Linked DNA regions of Mus musculus: region 1 is linked to region 2. A link is a contact called in public Hi-C data. All regions are on one chromosome and are shown on one strand. The core of a region is the stretch at or near the end of the contact, and the rest is flanking DNA. Distances in the headings are between cores, read along the strand shown.

Evidence for each region. A called contact is a pair of places that touch in the nucleus more often than the background predicts.
Region 1: a Hi-C map of uterus shows a contact between it and region 2, with 3 times the contacts expected there. The contact joins two enhancer-like sites. A contact is called at or near these places in 3 of 484 Hi-C or Micro-C datasets (the C2C12 cell line and uterus).

The regions. Positions count from the first base shown.
Region 1 is chr12:9,913,635-9,917,974 of GRCm38.p6, forward strand. No RefSeq gene overlaps it. Among named protein-coding and RNA genes, the nearest start is that of Gm33734, 3.8 kb to the right of the region's middle. Within about 2 kb of position 2,202, at least 3 of the 459 cell types and tissues checked have an H3K27ac peak or open chromatin away from gene starts, as enhancers often do. A contact at or near this core is called in uterus, where this site is marked.
Region 2 is chr12:9,749,339-9,753,850 of GRCm38.p6, forward strand. No RefSeq gene overlaps it. Among named protein-coding and RNA genes, the nearest start is that of Gm23979, 110 kb to the left of the region's middle. Within about 2 kb of position 2,228, at least 12 of the 459 cell types and tissues checked have an H3K27ac peak or open chromatin away from gene starts, as enhancers often do. A contact at or near this core is called in uterus, where this site is marked.

The DNA.
Region 1 (4,340 bases), core at 952-3,451, 160 kb after region 2:
GCAGTTCAGTTCACATGAATCAGTAGCACAAACAGAATTTTCAAATCAGCAAAGGCAGTTAGATCCAGAAGAAACCTTGAGATCTATCAATCACCCAGAGTCAAAATACCACCAAACTTGTTGTTGTTGTTGTTGTTGTTGTTGTTGTTGTTGTTGTTGTTTTGGGGGCTGTTTTTCCCTCTATGAAGTCCTGAAGTCCTAACAAATGATGACCAATGAAGAAGGCAAGGTAAACCAATGCCATAGCTTCATCATCAAAGACAAATGTCAGCAAAGCCCAACAATGACCAGCAGAGTGAAAAGGCAAACCAATGTCACACAGCATCATCTATTGTCTGTTGGGTTATATACTCTTTCCAAACATCACATGTTTTCTCAAGTGTCCACCCTAGAAAACATCACATCTCTTTTTCTAGGCAGCTTCCAGATAAAATTCATGTGTCTGTTCTCAGCAAAACATCCTCGCTTGTGTCTGTTTCACCAAAAACATCCACTCATAAGGCAGTTTCCAGAAAAACATCTCATAATATAACTTAGTCTCCAAAGAAACCAGAAATTTCCATTTCAGGGTATGCTTATGGTCAAGGAATGATTTAGAAGGGGGCTGGAGATGTAGCCTAGTGGTAGAGGATTAGCCTAACGTGAATGCAGCTCTAGGTTCAATCCTATCTTAGTTATTTTTCATTATCAAAGCAACTTATGGAAGAAAGAAATTAGTGGGACTCACAATTCCAGAGGGCTAGGGTCTTTTACCATGGTGGTGAGGAGCGGGAGGCAGGCAGGAAAGCAGGCAGGCAGGGAAGCAGGCAGGCAGGTGGGCAGGGAAGCAGGGAAGCGGGCAGGCGGACAGGCGGGCAGGTGGGCAGGTGGGCAGGTGGGCAGGTGGGCAGGTGGGCAGGTGGGCAGGTGAGCAGGCGGGTAGGGAAGCAGGCAAGCGGGCAGGCGGGCAGGGAAGCAGGCAAGCGGGCAGGCGGGCAGGTGGGCAGGGAAGCAGGCAAGCGGGCAGGTGGGCAGGCGGGCAGGCGGGCAGGCGGGCAGGCGGGCAGGCGGGCAGGTGGTCAGGCGGGCAGGCGGGCAGGCGGGCAGGAAAGCGGGCAAGCGGGCAGTCGGGCAGGGAAGCAGGCAAGCGGGCAAGCGGGCAGGCGGGCAGGCAGGCAGGGAAGCAGGCAAGCGGGCAGGCGGGCAGGCGGGCAGGGAAGCAGACAGGCAGGCAGGCAGGCAGGCGGGCAGGGAAGCAGACAGGCAGGGAAGCGGGCAGGCGGGCAGGCGGGCAGGCGGGCAGGGAAGCAGACAGGCAGGCAGGCGGGCAGGCGGGCAGAGAAGCAGACAGGCAGGGAAGCGGGCAGGCGGGCAGGCAGGCAGGCAGGCAGGCAGGCGGGCAGGGAAGCAGACAGGCAGGCATGGCACTGGTGCTCCATGAGTAGCTTTACATCTTTTACTGCAAGTGAGAGACAGCGAGCTAATTTGTAAAAGCATGGGCTCTTGAAAACCTCAAATCCCACCTTCACTGACATACCTCACACCTTCAACAAAGCCACACCTCCTAATCTTTCCCAAACAGATCCAACTGAGGACCAAGCATTCAAATATATGAAGCCCGGGGGCCATTCTCATTCAAACCACCACAAATTCCCAGAACGAGATACACACACACACACACACACACACACACACACACACACACAGAGAGAGAGAGAGAGAGAGAGAGAGAGAGAGAGAGAGAGAGAGAGAGAGGGAGAGAGAGAGAGAGAGAGAGAGAGAGAGAGAGAGAGAGAGAGAGAGAGAGAGAGAGAGAATGGATTGCCTTCAAACTTGAAAGAAGTTTTAGAGCTAGGAGCAGAGAACAGTTTAGATAAACTTTTGAAAAATGATTATCAGAGTGCTCTATAAACCTTAGAAAAGAGATTCCCATTTTTGGATAAACATAGTTTCGTGAATATCACCTTAATCCCCGTGTGAATTAGTTTTGACTTCTCAACCCTTTTTTACCCTTAAGAAAAATTTGGGGTTCCCGGCAGAAATGTGAATAACAAGCCCGTATAAATTCAGAAAATATTCGCGATTTTGTAAAAGGGCTCTTCCAGTTCAAGGCAGTCTGAGTCCTGACAACATGTTAAAGATGACGGCAAGGATGGTGTAGCAATTGGAAGGCCTCCGAAGAGGGGGAAAGAACTGCCTCCAAGAGTAAAAGGTTGAATGATCTTTAGGCGGGGGGCCAAGGATATGGAGAACGATTCTGCCAATTCTCCACTCCCCTCCAAGCGCTCCAGCCTCCCAGCTGCCGCCAAGACACATTTTATTTTTTCTGACATGAAATATGTATATAATTCTAGCCTGATTTTTTAAAACACAAGAGGGTTGATTCTGTTTATGCCTCCCTTTACTCCCACCAAGTACAAACATTGGCCTCCAGCCTGGTGGTGACGACAGGATCTAACAAACAGAATCAGAGAGCCAGGAAGTAGAAGGCTGAGTAAATAGGCTCCCAAATACAAACAGTTTAAAACAGGTAGGTGAGGTAGTGGAGGACCTGGACTGAGGTAGTGGAGGACCTGGACTGAGAGGCTCAGGCAAATTAACTGTCTGGGAAAACAGCAATAGACAACGGTTAACTTTTGGTTCTGAGTTTAATGCTGTTTGTCTGGTCCCTGCATCTGGACCTCAGGGTTTATAAATCTCTAGATAGTGTTGGTTAATGCAAAAAAAAAAAAAAAAAAAAAAAAAAAGAGTAGCTTACTGAAATAGGATCTGTTTTACAATGTTTTGTGTATGTGCACTAAACCCAGGGCATAGCATCTTCATGTGCATATGTGGTTCATGGAATAAAGGGTATGCACAGTGTAAATGAAAGTAATTAGGTAATGGAAAATATGTGAGGCCACAAAGAAACAGGCTTGCATTAGAGAACCTGTGGCCCAAGAAGGCACAGCCATACTGATAAAGGATGCTACCCTGCTATGCCCATAACTGCTACTTCATCACTCCCTTAATCCTGTTGTGGCTGCATGTCAGCTCCAGGAAGAACATTCAATAGCATCATTCCTGATCCAGTGAGCAGAAATCCATGGCTGCAAAGCTCTAGCATGTTTTCTCTTTCATTTAAGTGTTTGAAAATCATTAACAATCATGCAATGTTTCTATATTTCTATTAGCAGAGTGATTGTTTTCAAATGCTTTGTTCATTCCCAGAAACTAGATCATACTATATGTACATTTGTTACATACATATTGAGGAATAAATAGCAAATATAAGTGATTCCTTTTCTTTGTACTTGGCTGACACATCACAGGAAATGGCGTGAATTCTGAATGGTATTTGCTACTTACACATTATTTCAATCAAAGAGTCATAGAAAGGAAGCTTATTCCAAGCCCCAGGAAGACCTTTATTATGTATCGATCCTTCAGTATGTTGCTTTAGTTCCAGATACCAAAAGTATGTTTGTCTGTGTGATCAGTAACTTTAGAGAAGGAAATGGCATATGTTTCTCAAGTGGCCCTGGGTTGGCCTTATCCAAGGATGAGTTTAATATTTATGGATCACCACGAAGTGAAGTATGTTTATGATCTTGTTGTTTGACTGAAGATAAGTCTCATTTTTTTTTAGTTTAAAATCATTGAAGAATGGGTAGAAAGGGAAAGAGAACATATGAGATATAACGAGGCAATGTGGAGTTACTTGGAGTAAAGTTAGTGTTAGGAAGGGAAGGGCAAGGAGGAGCTGGGGGAGGGAAGGATGTAAAGGAAAAAAGATCAAATCTGAAGTGAACATATATATTTTTCTTGTCACTAATCATGTTGTTTACATTGAATTAGATATTATAAATGAAAACAATCAGCTTCCCTCATGTGGTTAGCTCTTCTAAAAGCTGGAGTGATTGCAAACGTTTAAGTTAAATCTACCAAAGATCCTGAAGTCATTATTCTATTATTCTCATTCCTGTTTTTCTCCATTTTCCTTTCTCTGCCAGAAATCATAATACTAGTGTCCCTGTCTGTCCTAGAACAAAGGCTTGGATACATGTGAGAGTACTGCAGTTTTCCCCATGTGTACTCAGAATCTGAAGAGAACTTTCACATAGATTATAATTGAAACTTCCTCAAAGTTACAAGAGCCAACATCTAAGCACATACATCTATGAGGAGATACTTCTAGTGCAGTGATTCTCAACCTTCCTAACGCTGTGACACTTTAATATAGTTCCTCATGTTGTGGTGAAGAATCATGTAATTATTTCCATTGCTACTTCATAGCTGTAATTTTGGTACTATTACGAATTTTAATGTAAGTATCTGTTTTTCAATGGTCCTAGGTTACCCCTTTGAATGGGTCATTAAAC
Region 2 (4,512 bases), core at 978-3,477:
TGGTGGGGACTAAAATGGGGCAGCCATTATGGAAAACAGCATAGAGGGTTTTGCCTATACATTAAGAAATAGAACTACTACCCAATCAGGCAATTCCAGTTCTGGGCATTGATTCACAGAAAAGGAAATCAGTACATTAGAGAGTTCCATGCCATCTTCTGTTTATTGCAGCCCTGTTTATAGCACTCAGAATCAATATATAGACAAGAAAATGTAGTACACAAGTGCACATGTGCATGTCCATGCACCCACACAGTTTGCACACGTGTACACATAAAGAGGTACTATTCAGCAGTGAGAGGATGGAAACTGTCTTGACATTTGCTAAGACATGATGGAACTGGAGATCAAATACAAGGCAAAACAAGCCAGGCTAAAACAACAACAGCAACAACAACAAACAAAGCTCAGCTCTTAAAATCAGTGAGTCCAGTGGTGTTTTTCACATCTTGGGAGAGAAAATAAAAGGAATGGATGAGAAGGGTTGCTTAAAGTATGGAAAATTCACAACAGGATAGGAGAGGTTAGCAAGGGTGTTCTACTGTAAAGACAATGGTTATTACTATCTGTACTATATGATTTAAAATAGTTAGACACTTTTGACTTTTCTTTTATTTTTGGTTGTGAGCCTAGCCTTTAACGGCTGAGCCATCTCTCCAGCCTATTGACTTTTCTTATCACAAAGTAATAACCAAAAAGTCTGTGGGTAATCTAGGTATACCTATGGAGTAAATCTATATAATATAGACGTGCACTGTGGCATCACAGTGTATCCCAGGAAAATGTATAGTTGTAGTAGCAATTAAGAAGAATCTGAAATGCTGCTGTGTCCTCTACCCAGTTTTACATCCGTCATAGTCCAGCCAGCACGTAGCCCCAGTCTTTTCTTGGCATTTCAGAGTAGAAGTGGCCACATGTAGTCCTGTCTGTCTCTGGTATTGTGGTCTCCTGTTTCTATCAGTTAGGTACACTGATGCTGTTTCCCATACTTGCGTGAGAGCTCACACATTGAATACAAGCTAAGTATCTGTTATGAGGACTTTGAGAAGTATACCCTGCTACTGGGGATTAGTAAACTCTGAAGGTGGCTGCAGGAGCCTGGGAAGAGGAAGGGCAGCTTACAGGCTAGCTGTCTGTTTGTTACTCTCCAGACCACCCCTGTGTAGGGAAGATGCCTTTGCTGGTGAGCTGAGAGACTGGAAATCTGGGTATATGAAAGGAGCAGTCACAGTTTAGGACCAGGGATATTCCTTGGAATGGAGTGTTGTCTTTTCCCACTCCATCTCCAGCCCAGCAGTGTTAAGCTTCAGTCAAAACTTGCTTCAAATAAAGCAATGACAAAAGCAAGCCATTTGGACTGTTTTACTTATCATGTGACTTGGGGTCCTCAATATGGATTCAGCACAGCTGTGTTTTTTAATAATCTAGACCAGATTAAAGGGCCCTGCGCTTGAGACGTGTACTTTATTTAACAATGTGTTACTTATAGCACCTCAGACACAAGTGGGCTTCTACATTTCTGTTGGAGAAGCTGCAGGTATGCACAGTAAGCTATAGTTTCCACAGGGTTTTTCTTTTCTAAATCCTATGAAAGGAAGAAAAAATGCAAAAAAAAAAAAATCAACAAACCAAGCTTCTGTAGCTCCTATGTCCCTCAAATAAATGAACAGTAATTAACTTACACAGTTCAGTTCATTTAGTTTTTAAAATAGCTCCATGCTATTTTACTTTTAAAATATCTTAGGAGATTTCCTGAAGAGATCATTACACCAAGTTGGTCCTGACTTGTGTAGGCAATAAAGCAAATAAAGTCATTAAAAATAATTTGAACAAAAGGAGTAACTTGATATTATGCCATCTACATTTGGTTAAAATGACATTTTAAAGTTTGCTTTCATCTTACCAAACAGATCTCCGAACAGAAAAAAAAATGTGATTAATAAATTATCCTCCATAAATCTTATGATAACTATTATAGTCTTTGGAGAATTATGAATCCACATCTGGAAAAAGTATTTTATATGCTACTGCCTGTAAAACAGCATGCCATGCATTTTACAAGTGCACGTTAGTTAGTAAAAATACGGTATGGTTTTTTGTGTTCATCATTTTCCCCTACAAAAGAAGTGTAAGCCTAGTTTATTTCATAGTAAAGAGTGCTAATAAAGTTTATATGACGCTTGTTTTCCTCCCTTACTTTGGTGCTAATGTAGTTTCACTGGGTTAGTTTGAAGGAGCTTTCTAACCCAGCTCAAGGAAGCCATCACTAAAAGCAAAGTCAGCTGGTGCCCCTAGTAGCTGGAGTGGGCAGAAATCAGCTGGTCCAAGGGGTGGCAGAAACATCACAGGAGTACACTGAAATCATCAGAGCTGTGCACCTCATCCTGCCTTGTGTGTGTGTGTATGTGTGTGTGTGTACATGGGCCTGTGTGAAAATGTCTTTGTGTGTTTGTATGTGTGTATGGTGTGCATATGTGCCTGTGTGTGTGTGTGCACATGGGCCTGTGTGTAAATGTCTTTGTGTGTTTGTATGTGTGTATGGTGTGCATATGTGCCTGTGTGTGTGTGCGCACATGGGCCTATGTGTAAATGTCTTTGTGTGTGTGCGTGTGTGTGTGTGTGTGTGGTGTGCACATGTGCCTCTGTGTGTGCACGTGCACTCATTATCCTGATTCTTTTTATCCTTTTTCAGATTCATAGTAGGTCTCCTGAGTTCCTGACTCAGAATGCATGCAAGATAAGATCATTTTTAGAATTAGAAATTTGATTAAACTTAAACATTTGTTAAGGAAAACGAGCAAAGTGCTTTGAGAGCCAACAGTGTCCCTTGGAAATAGAAAATGTTTTCTCGTTTCCAGGCAGCTGTTTGTAATAAGAAGTAGCTGCTGAGTGAGAGGGAAGGACGCCATTAAGTGAAGGTAACCCCTCCAGGGTTTTATGGAGCACCACAGTCATGCAAGCACCATCAGTGATAAATATCACAATAGTGGTTACAGCGCATCTGGTTTTATTTCCATGTGGATCCCCGAATACACTTCAATCCAAGTCACAGAATACATTTAACGATCACAGAAATGCACAAGCTTAATGTACACAAAAGCAACCTCAGGGAAAAGAAAAGATGGCCAAGTCTTATTTCCAGAAGAATGACCTACCAGGATCCATAACAATAACACCTGTAAACCAAATTCTCTTTTGTTTGGATTCTGGAAAAGCGAGCGGCACACCAGACTTTCCTAAGTAGATACCAGGCCTTCAGTCTCCAGAGAGTTTTAATGCATTTATCTTGGAGGCCTTATTTCCAAACATTTAGAATGATCAGATTAAGGGCTTGGGGTGCTGCTGGAAAAACAAGGGTCTTGAAGTACCCTTAGTCAGCCTGTGGAGGTAGCTCAGCTGGTAAAGTGTTCACTGCATGAAGACCTGTGTTTCATCTCGAAAACCCATGTTAAAAACAAACAAACAAGAAAGCAAACGAACTGAACAAAACTGGGTTTGGGGACATGTTCTTGTGACTTTAGCATTAAAGGAGACCGGCAGATCCTGGGGCTTATTGGCCAGTCATTCTCATCTAATTAGTGAGCTACAGGACAGTAAGAAACCCTGTGTCTAAAAGCACTGTGACATATGCTGAGGAATGACACTGAAGCTAGACCTCTGGCTTCTGTCGTAACTTCACATACAAATCTATATCTCCTCTTGAGTAAGATACGTGCGTGAGTACACACACACACACACAGACAGACACACACAGACAGACACACACACAGGCACAGACAGACAGACACACACAGACACAGACACACACAGACACAGACACACAGACACACACACACAGACACACACAGACACACAGACACACACACAGACACACACAGACACACACAGACACACACAGACACACACACACAGTCACACACACACACACAGACACACACACAGACACACACACACACACACACTCTGTTCAGCATTATAACTTCTTATAGAAGGAATCTGAGGACCAGAATGAAGCAGGAATAATGCTTAAACCAGGAGTTTGACCCTATGCTTCCTGAATTCAGCTCTCCCAACTCCAATGTAATAGTTTGAAACATTTCTGGCTTAAAATGTGCAGGATCACATTAGAGGAATAAGGTCTTCATTCTTTTACTGGTATCATTAAAATTATACCTTAGAATCCTTTGACACAGGTAGCTGATATTGCAGCCTAGAGTACAAGAGAAACATCCATTTCTTGCTATGTACATGAAGACTATCTGGATAATTCTGGGGGAATTATGTTCACTACTGTAGTTTTCTAGGCTTATTCTGCCAATAACTAGATGAGAGAGATCACGGAATCCATACAGTGGCCATGCACAGAGATTCCTCCAAGCGGAAGATCACAGCAGGTGATTGCTTAGATCCCTTTCAGATAAAATGGCATGTTAAGGAATTATTGCAAGCCCAGTGTCAGATTTGAAAGTCAACATATCAGCAAGGCATTCAATGTGGCATTTCTCCTTTGAA